Linked DNA regions of Mus musculus: region 1 is linked to region 2. A link is a contact called in public Hi-C data. All regions are on one chromosome and are shown on one strand. Each heading gives the region's core, a stretch centred on a gene start, on an enhancer-like site or on the middle of the called end of the contact. The rest is flanking DNA. Distances are from core to core; before and after follow the strand shown.

Region 1 (5,531 bases), core at 1,007-3,506, 180 kb before region 2:
CCGAAGAGACTACTCCCACTCTGCCTGCTTTTTAACTGGGAACCCTGGACATTCAGAATGGTGGTTCTAGAGATTAGAAACGTTCAGAACTCAACTTCTTGTTTTCTGGAACAATGCATGGGCTGAGAAGGTAATATATATTTCCCTTTTGGATTTTTCTTACCCTTCTGAACCTCAAAAGGGAGTAGAATTAAGACTAAATGAGAAGGAGAAAATGCATAGTGACGAGGAGTGATGTTGACCATGGGAGACAGACCATGCTGTGTGATGCTGACCAGCAAGGGGTGGTCACTTAAGGAGACTGGTTTCTGGCTAAAGAATTTAGCACATTCCATATTTTCTACTAGCTAAAGAACTTAAAGGATACCTGTGATATGCCCCACACAGCCAACCATGGTTCCACTGTCTTGTCAAGACCTTTGGTAAAGGCATCTTTTGAGACTTGACCACAGTGACACCTTTTTAGAGGAAGTGCTTTGTGCTAGCCTCCTTGAGTTCTGGAAGAAAAAGCCTTTGAATAGGGTCCGAGAAAGTCTAAGTATTAGTGAACCTCCTTCCTTGTTCAGGTAAATACAAGAATTTGGCTCTAACGTTTACTAGCTGTGTGGTCTGGAGAAAATTACTGACGTCTCTAAGTGCTGGATTCATCATCAATAATAAGAAAGATAGTGGCACCTATGATATAGAAATACAGATTAATAACACCACAAGGAAAAAATTAACATATAATCACCACAACTGTCTGTTTAACAGGTAGCACAGACTTTATTATTTTGGAACATAGGGTAAAATAAATCTTGGCCACAAGGAGTGCCATCCAAAAGGACTTAGTAAATTTCATTAAGACATATATTTCTAAGTAACTTGTAATTAGACATATAGGGTTTTTAATAATTATATTTCTGAGGTTTGTAAATGTTACTTTTGTTATTCTACTTACTCTCTATAAACTGACCCACTGTTCATTGGTTCCCTTCTTTATGACAAATCAGTTTCTATCTGTCTCTGTCTGTCTGTCTCTAGCCCCTCCCCGCTTCTCTCTTGGTTCTCAAGCTGGGCCAGAAACTGGAACTCATGACCCCTGGCCTTACCCTCCTGAGTTTGGAATTACAGGCATATGCCACCATATACTTTAGTGTTATGTTACTAGTGGGAATATTCAGTCGGAATTATTCACTTGCATTTATTCATGTAATCAGACTTAAGGAATTATATAAATAAAATCCAACTTTGCTACAAAGCTAGCCAATTCCTGAGGAGTTTAAGTTTTCCAGCATTCTACCCATGACCCCTTTCACTTTTCACTGCTATTGGCAATGAATCAGTTCAGACCTAACCTACAGAATACCAAATCTACACTCACACTCAGACTCTTTCCAAGTGTCATTATACATTTCCTCCTGTCTCTAGGACTTCCGCCTAGAAGGAGGTACTTTCAAGTCACTGAGAGAGATGGTGCATGCAAAGGGCCAACTGAAGCTGAACACAGAGCTAAAGAAACAAACCAGAGGCAGAGACACCACAGGCCTGACAACAGTGGGCTGGCATTGTGTAGCCCAGGACTTGAACTCGAGTGAACTGCAGCTGCAGGGATGACTCCCTGTGGAAACGTGCCCAGAGGAGAAGGATGCAGTCATGGCCATACCAGCTAGTGTGAAGCAGGGACAGAGACAACGGGAAACTATCACTCCTGCTGCAGAACTCAAGCAAGGGCCAGCAGCAAGAAAATTCACCTGGATACCACCCAAGTAGCTCAGCTACCCAAGGTAAAACCAGAAACAGACAGATCTAAATCTAAATGTGCTGTTTGGGGTTCTGCTCCTCTCTACTCTCCCAAAGGTGTCTTCTCTATGGTATTCACTATTTTGGTTAAAAGGGTATCTTACAAGTATAATCCCTCAGCAGCCTAGAACGTTGCCTCAGCACCTTAGTCCTGTTTCCTCTTCCTCATAACTGTCCATCCCAAGCCAGCACCCTCTACATAACCATATTTATAAATCACAATTTTTAAAAAAAGATTTTATTTATTATTATACACAAGTACACTGTAGCTGTTTTCAGATGCGCCAGAAGAGGGCTTCAGGTCTCATTATGGGTGGTTGTGAGTCACCATGTGGTTGCCGGGATTTGAAATCAGGACCTTTGGAAGAGCAGTCAGTGCTCTTACCCGCTGAGTCATCTCTCCAGCCCCCTATAAATCACAATGTTGAGTGTATCCATTTTTTTCAAGGCTCCTATAACTAAGTGCACACAGACTGAGTCACTGAACACAGAAGTGCACTTCCTGGTTTAGAGGTAAAGTGCTGGCTGCTGAGTCTCTTCTCAGCATGCTTTCATAGACTTCTCCCTCTGCCTCTCATCTTCCTTTTCTGGTAAGGACCCCAGCCCTACTGACTAAAACACTCCTAAACAACGTCAATTTAACTTAACATCCACTGAAAGGACCCATCTCCAATACAGTCACTTTCTGAGGTCTTGGGGATGGGACCAGAGCATATGGATTTTAAGCAAATACAACTGAGCCTATGACATTGAGTGTGTGACTCACTCATTTTAAACACATTGAGTGTGTGTTTAAAAGTTGTCATTGCTCGTACCTTCTCTTTTCTGAAAGATATATGTGTGTGTGTATATATGCATATATAATATATATGTATATTATATATATGAATGATTTTTAAGCCTTATTTGCAAAATAAGTGAGCTAGGCTGCTGCCCACCTTGAGTTCTCAGCTTTACCTTCATCATTTCTTATATCCTAGTTACTGGCCTCTCTGGACCATTTACCATTTTGCAAACACATCTTCCATATATGCTGTTCTATGTCTAGAATAAACACATGTCAAATAGTCTGGGAAGGTATTTTTGATGCCTGAGGCAGAGCCAATTACACTCTTGCCATTCTTCAAAGAACTTTGAACTCTACTATTATAGTGTGCATCACCTTGAATTGTAATTAATCCTTTATATGCCTTTCTCCCTCACTACAATGGGAATTCCTTGAAGGCCAAGACCACGTCTGGTTTTACTTATTGCTGACTCCTTTGTACCCAGAGCTGTACCTGGTACACAGCAGGAGCTAAATATATATGTGTATTTCTTGAACAAAGGAAATGAAAAAGTAAGTGAACACATGAACAAAAGAGAGACAGAAGAAAGGGTTTGACTTAGTATTTAATAGCTAGGACGGTGGCACGGAACGCACCGAACTTAAGCACAGGCTTCAGAGCGGCCTGGCTGCATAAAGTACTGACTGAGCCACAGGGAGAACAGATACAATGAAGGGATCTGGAGTTGTTTACTTGAAGGAAAGTCATAGAAGCAGATTATCTTTGGGGTAAGAAGGAAATGGGTTGAGAAAAAGCCTATAAACTTCTTGGAAGCCAGTGCACCAACACACATGTGACAAGGCGAGCTGAGCTGTACTCAGATCCAAGAACAAAAGGTTCCCAGTTTAAGCTATGGAAGGGTCCATTCCAGAGAGCAGCTGGGCAGAACTTCCTCACATGAAGACTTCTTAATGTATGGGAAAAAGAAAGAGCAAAACAAAACAAGCAAGAGCAGCAAAAGGGGATAATTAGTGTAAACAGTTTAAGGTTTCTTTTTCTTCCTTTTTTCTGTAATGCACTAGACAAACCCCAAGAAGAGGGGAAGCGTTGTGGGATAAACATCTGTTCACTGAAACCTGACAGAGCCCTTCACAGGCTCTGTGGCCTGTGCGTGTCCTTATGTGCCCGAGGTTGCTATTTGTGCTTCCATGGCCTGGACAGCTCAGAAAGTGGCCTGTAGCAGGCCAGAGCACACTTGCTCACTCCAGCAGGGCTGTGGGGGCAACTTTCTCTGCCTTGTGTTTGATATAACAGAAACCACATAGAAAAGCAAATACCAAGTATCTGTGTGGAACTGCCCAGCCTTGCTTGCATACATTTCTAACACTACTATATCTGACGGCTTGCACATAAGTCACTATCTGTCCTATGACTGTTGATATCAAGAGATTAAGTATAACAAAGGGAAGGAGTCTGCTTTTTTTGAGCCCCCCCCCCTTGTGTTCACACACAAGTGTAGGAGTTTGTGGAAGAGAAGAGCTCTCTGGGAAAATCTTCCAGTTTGGGGTACTACCTGTTCATTTCTACCTCCCCAGTGGGGGAGAGGTACATGGTTGTGGCCCAGTGTGACCCAGGCAGAAACAATCTGGCATCTTCAATAGGCAGTGGCCTTTGAAGGAGCAGAGAGCCTCAATTCTTATTCCCAGTCTCTAGATCCCATCACCTCGGAGCCTTGGCTACACAGAACTACTTCCAAGACTTCTCTGCCCAGCTGATCTGTCCAATAGCAGCACACATGTCAGGGAGATGCTGCCTCCCTCCTGTTCCTTCTTCTGGCTAGGCCAGAGCTTCCCTTACTCCACCTTCCAATTTGCTCCCCTTTCCAAGGCTCGATGCACATAGTTTTTCTTTATTCATGTGGCATTAGTATCTGCCCTTGGCATTTGGCACCTATCAGGTTGAGACAACTGTCTTATATTTCTCTCCTAGAATTTTGTTCTCAGTTCCATGTGATTTACACAAAGTCTGGGCATCCAGGAACCGGGGGAACGATGGTCATCTAAGTCCAATGAGATATTCCAGATACACATTTTCTGTGACATATCTCAAACTCGGGACGGAAAGTTATTTTTTCCCGCTCCACAAGCATGCAACTCTCCCGATCTCCAGCACCTCCTGGGATAGCTGACGACTAGCATATCCCATATAACACAAGAGGACACACTTAGCCAAATTATTTTAAGAGTGGCCAGTTGGGGCTGTTAAGAAAGCTAATTATAAACCTATCTTGGCCCACCTGCTGAGTTGGATGGAGGAGGTCTGGCTCACACTCAGGAAGGTCATCAAGAAAGTAGCAAGCAGCAGGTTGGGAAGCTTTGGGGGAGGGCAAGCACCCACCAGGCTAAACAGAAAAACTGATCACAATGTCTAGTACCCCACTCTTCTTGTCCACACGCAATAGAAATAATCTTAGAAGTAAGAGATTTGCTACCTGCTTTAATTTTGTACAGAAATATTGAAAATCTTTTTTTTATACTTATGGATCAAATGGTTACTCTATGGTCTAATTTTATCTGAAGGAAGTGTGGAGAACTGATATCTAGCAGTTAAGTCTTTGTCACCAGAGGCCTATGACACAAATCTCAGTGATATTTTAGGGGAACATGTATAGCTTTTCTTCCCCCGTGGCTATAATTGCTGCTGGAGAAGCCCCAACATGGAAAGGTTGATGCTTTGAATGTGCTGAAAGATGTTGGAACTAAACCATGCAATGACAGCTATCAAAATGTCACCAATGCAGTGTCATATCCAGTCAAGATGCTTAAAAAATCAAATGTTCCAAGTACGACGCTATGAGAGCTGTGTAAGGAAGGGAGCTACCTAGTTACTGATGGGGAATCTAAAATGAGGTCATCTCAACAACGGAGCAGCAGCCTGGCACCAGGAGCCCAAGCTAGCGAGAGCCATGGTTCACCGAGTGCT
Region 2 (5,284 bases), core at 567-3,066:
TTTAAGAGCAGTTCTGGGTGCCGGAAAGTAAATACACATAACCTCAAATCGGCCAGCAGGATGGTGTTCAACTGCTTTCTCTTGGTTTCTAGCCCATAGTGTGACACTTAAGACAAGACAATTTATATTCCCTTTCAATACATTCATTTCTATGGTTTGTTTTGAGCAACAGGATGAAGTTTCAATGAATAACTACAGCTTGATTGGACAACAAGATTTGAAAATCTGAACTTTTTACAACTTAAATCAGCTGTCTAGCTTTGGAAATAGACTAACGTAAACCAAAAGAGTTGTCTGTCAAAATAAATAACACTCTAAAGCAAATATACAATAACCAGCTTTCTTTCAAATGATTATAACAATATAAAATATTAAAAATACTAGGAAACAGGGAACACTAGAACCCTAACATAATAATACGGGTCACAGTGTTGTTTCTCCTATGAATAATAGTAATCATATTACTTTTTTAGAAAATCAGCTTTTTAGAAAATAAGCAGAATTGGTATGGGCTGGTGGGGGGACAGCTGTTAGGTTTGGAAGAAAAGGAAGGAGGAGGGAAGGAAAAGAGGGAGGGGAGGGAGAAAGGAAGAAGGGAGGGAAGGAAGGAAGGAAGGAAGGAAGGAAGGAAGGAAGGAAGGAAGGAAGGAAGGAAGGAAGGATAGACAGACAGATGGACTCATGGACAGAAGTTAGGTAAGTGACTCTAAAAATGTTTTGGTCCCTTTCCAAAAGTTTTTAAAAAAAAAAAAAAAAGCATGCCAACTTCCGGTGTATAGAGTATATGATCAGACTGCTGTTCAGTTACTTAAACAGCAAGGTCAGTGTAAACACTACTAGACTGGAATACATTCTCAAATACAATCTGCATCCATGTTGTTGCTTTGATCCCTCAGCTATTTCCTACAGCATATCCTGCAACTAAGTTGTTACTACTTCCCGCAATGTGTTTAATGATGGACATTATGAACTAATCCCGTTCTTCTCCTTTGCCTTCTGTCTGAGTTGAGTGTTTTTCCTCTGACACATGTTCCCACCAGGAAACACTACTTCACCAGAGCCAATAAAGAAACAAAGAGAATAGAGTAGAACCCTCTAAAACCATGGGTCACAATAAACCATTTCTCTTTATAAGTTAATTTCCCTGCAATTTGTTAAAGTAAAAAAAAAAAAAAAAAAGCAGTCCCCAATCAGATGTCAGTCAGCCTCCTACCACCTTTCCCAGCTGCTGTGCAGAGGAGAGCCTCAGCAGCCAGTACTCTTTATTTCCTATTCAGCCATACCAGGATGGTTCTCCCACCATGAGCAGCTGACTCTGGGGACTTCCTCTTCCTGACTTCTACAGGGAAGTGCGCACTGTTAGCGCATTGTGATAAGGACAGAACTCACTTCGGAACAAGCCACAGGCAAAAGTAAAAAGTAGCAGATGCAGATCTGCGCACCAGGTCCCTGCCTGCCCAGACCGTGACCTGGATCACTCCCATGCACAAAACAGGAGAGCAGGCCCTGGGAACGCTGCTGGGATTAAAATGAGATCATACAAGTAAATCTAGGTTTGGAAAATAGAGAATACAAGTTGATTATAAATACTTCTTTCTAATTCCTAGCTGAATTATACAAAGCAGAAATTTAAGGCTGATGTGGCATAGTTTGACACACACAAACAACACTTGCCAAAAAAATCAGGAGAAATAACCACAGAATGCTAAATGAGGGGGGGGGAAAACCACACCAATGTTTCTTGAGTTCTGAGTTCATTGTTCAACAATGAGTCTTTTGCTGACTCCACACACAGACATGAGCCAGAGCACCCGGAGCAGTCAAACCTGCACACAGAGGATGGTCCTAGGCAGGGTTAGTGCCTCACTCCCATACAACAGTGCCTGAAAGACCGTGCACAAGTCCACACCTCCATAAACCGTGGAAATCAGGCACTTTCCTGTGGAATTTATGAAAAAAAGCTGAATAAAACTATCTATTGTCAAACAGCTCTGAAATGCCCAATTAACAAAAGAAAAACATGTCTTTTACGGTATGAAGGATAGTTTCCATTCTCAGGTGACAGATCTAAACAATGAATCTAACAATAAAGAAAAGCAAGCTCAGAAATACAGAGGCTAACATGGAGAAAAACTGAAATGAATGAAAAATTTTAATGCTTTAAAACAGCAATGAAAATATAAAACCCTTCAAAAATAGATATAAGAAAATGCTTTTGAGAAACATTAAATATAAAATACAAATAGTCTACTACTCAAGTGGAAAGCTAAAAAGCTCTAGCCAGTGCTTGTAGGAAGCTAACGGGGGATGGGAGGAGGAAGGCAGCAAAATTAATAATCAATTTGTCAAAGCAACATGTTAGTTGTAGTTTTTCTGATTATTCAAGTTTCGGTTGACAAAGAACAAAGGCAGCCATATTTCAGCCAGGAAAGTTACTGAAGTCAGAAATAAACAAAGCAAGAAGGGTCTGTAGGAGAAAGCTATGCGCAGGGGCTGCTAGATGAAGGAAGGGTGGAGAACGGAGAGAAGCACATGTCTCCAGGGTCACTCCAATGCAGTAGAAAAAATAAATAAATAAAACCTATGAAATGGGGATGTGGTCTTACTAACCATCATAGAAGTGGAAATTAAAACAACATTGAGATCTCAACCCAAAGAGAATAGCAGTCATTAAGAGAAAAACAACAGGGGCTGGAGCCATGGCTCAGTGTGAAGAGCATTTACTGCTCTTGCAGAGAACCTGGGCTGAATTCCCAGCACCACATGGCAGCTCACAACCATCTGTTACTCCAGTTTCAGAGGATCAATGCCCTCATTGATCTCTATGAATATGAGGCATGCCTATGGCACACATCTATACATGTACGCAAAACTCTCATACATATAAAAATAAAGTAATTAATAAATCTTTAAGAAAAGAACAAATACTGGTGAGACTGTAGCAGAAAGAAACTCTAAAAATGTAAAGTAATAAAAAAAAGTAGTAATTAAAAAAAATGGTGAGATAGAGGTGTTGCGATACACTTCAACACCAGAATACAGCAGGTTTCTCTTACAAGGACAGAGACTATCTTCTGACTACAACTGATAAAGGAAATACTTGATTTATTATAGTTAACCTGTAATAAAAGCATCCTTCTTTTCATCTAGTAATAGTATCTTAATGAAGCTCTATAACATGTCTTCATAAAATATAAATTAGAAGTCTTTAGCAATGAAGGAAATGTCTCATTTCTCTAAAGGAAAACTGTCCTAAGACTTGGTGATTTTCCAGGATTGCATTTAGACATGGATAAATCACTTGAATGCAGCAAGTGACCAGAATGCTGTATATCACAGAACAATTCTTAGTTTTACATAAGTAATTCTGACACTAGAAAAACTTGCTGTGTTTTCAACATGGACAAATCCCTGTGATTCGTCATAACTAAAACAGTAGATCTGCTTTCTCTCCTCTTTCTATAAAGGTGAGATCCTTCCATTTCACAAACCCATACAGCTTCAAGCCATCTTGAAAGGATGGGTGTGGTAGTGCAGACACATAATCTTACCAACAAATGGGAAGGCTAAGGCAGTAAGTTTAAGACCAGCCTGGGATACACAGTGAGACCCCATTCTCAAAACAGGGTTTGTGGGGAATGTATCATATGGAGATTTAGATCACCAGAGAGCCAGGCTGGGACTAGAGCACTGATTTGGAAAATACTCAAGGGACTTTACAATGACTTTTAGACTACACACACACACACACACACACACACACACACACATCTCTTGAAGAAATCAGAACACATCACATACTACAAATAACAAAATGCCAAGCTCTGTCTGTCCTCACTTGAGGTGAAACAGAGAGCGGAGGGCCAGATCTATGCAGTCCTTGGTGCACTCTACCAGGCAGACCAGTTCTTGGTAGATAACTTCAACACCACCTCATCCACACAACCGCAGACACAGGTGGTTCTTACACGCGTTCTCGAGACCGGCCAGGAAAGACGCAACAAACCGGAATCTTCTGCGGCAAAAGCTTTATTGCTTACATCTTCAGGAGCCAGAGAGCAAGAGAGCAAGAGCTCTATTGCTTACATCTTTAGGAGCCAGAGCGCAAGAGCGCAAGCAAGAGCGCAAGAGTGCAAGAGCAAAAGCAAGAGAGAGAATGGCGAAACCCCGTCCCCTTTAAGGAGAATTATCCTCCGCCTAGGACGTATTACTCCCTGATTGGCTGCAGCCCATCAGCCGAGTTGTCGTCACGGGAAAGGCAGAGCACATGTAGTGGAAAACTACCCTTGGCACATGCGCAGATTATTTGTTTACCACTTAGAACACAGGATGTCAGCACCATCTTGCAACGGCGAATGTGAGGGCGGCTCCCTACAGGTGGTAACCTACAGTAACTGCTGGCCAGATGTGAAGTCCTCACTCCTCAAAATTCCTGAGTTTTCCTCTCAGTCCTTTCATCATTTCTCTCCTGCAGAGAACTAAAATTTGGAGTCTCTGCTCCCATTCCCAGCTTGCCCACCCCCTACAGAGTCTTGTTTCACTGCATGCCTACATTCTAGCTTTATATCCCTGCCTGGCAACTACTCCAAAACTCAAAACCTAAAAAAATAAAATAAAAACAACCCAGCACTTGATCGTGCTCACCATTCTAAGGGTCAGAAACACATGCACACTCGGGGTGGAATCTGCTCCTTGAGCCACTGAGATCACTCAGCTAGTGGAACTCAACCTTCAAGAGTCCAACGTTATTTCACTCACATATTTGGTGCTCAGGCTGGAATGACTCCAAGGTAACTGCCAGCTGCAGTGCCTCTCCATGTGGTTTGGCTACCAGACAGCCTGGCTACCTCAAAGAAGTCAAACTTCTTAGGTAGTAGTGTAGAGCCAAGTGTAAGCACTCCTGCTAGTGAGAAGAAAGTGGAATTGCTGTGTGACCAAGCCTTCCATCAGCACCATCTCATCATACTTGACTGGTTGAGTCATGAGGCACCATGACTCAAAAGGAGAGAACTAATGCTATATCAAGGAAAGTAACAAGGAGATGGTACTAAAAAGCATGGGAGAGAGATGCTATAGCTCTTCCAGGACAAAACAGCCATCCATAGATTTTTACTTGGCTAAAGACTTCTTCTCCATCTAAAACCAAGCTCAATCCTGTTGTAAAGTGGCTTCTGTTGGAGTAACACACAGTAGGCAGTACCACAGGTTCTGTTAGAGTAACACACAGTAGGTAGTGCCACACGTTCTGTTAGAGTAACACACAGTAGGTAGTGCCACAGGTTCT

The links. A called contact is a pair of places that touch in the nucleus more often than the background predicts.
Region 1: a Hi-C map of the C2C12 cell line shows a contact between it and region 2, with 3 times the contacts expected there. The contact joins two enhancer-like sites. A contact is called at or near these places in 7 of 484 Hi-C or Micro-C datasets (the C2C12 cell line, adipose-derived mesenchymal stem cells, cortical neurons and 3 more) and 2 of 115 datasets of contacts at active chromatin or transcription factors (embryonic stem cells and pancreatic cancer cells).

The regions. Positions count from the first base shown.
Region 1 is chr5:31,932,811-31,938,341 of GRCm38.p6, reverse strand. The region is part of intron 7 of Babam2 (BRISC and BRCA1 A complex member 2); the gene reads right to left. Among named protein-coding and RNA genes, the nearest start is that of Gm52770, 63 kb to the left of the region's middle. Within about 2 kb of position 2,256, at least 41 of the 459 cell types and tissues checked have an H3K27ac peak or open chromatin away from gene starts, as enhancers often do. A contact at or near this core is called in the C2C12 cell line, embryonic fibroblasts and pancreatic cancer cells, where this site is marked.
Region 2 is chr5:31,754,988-31,760,271 of GRCm38.p6, reverse strand. The region is part of intron 3 of Babam2 (BRISC and BRCA1 A complex member 2); the gene reads right to left. Among named protein-coding and RNA genes, the nearest start is that of Babam2, 60 kb to the right of the region's middle. Within about 2 kb of position 1,816, at least 50 of the 459 cell types and tissues checked have an H3K27ac peak or open chromatin away from gene starts, as enhancers often do. A contact at or near this core is called in the C2C12 cell line, embryonic fibroblasts and pancreatic cancer cells, where this site is marked.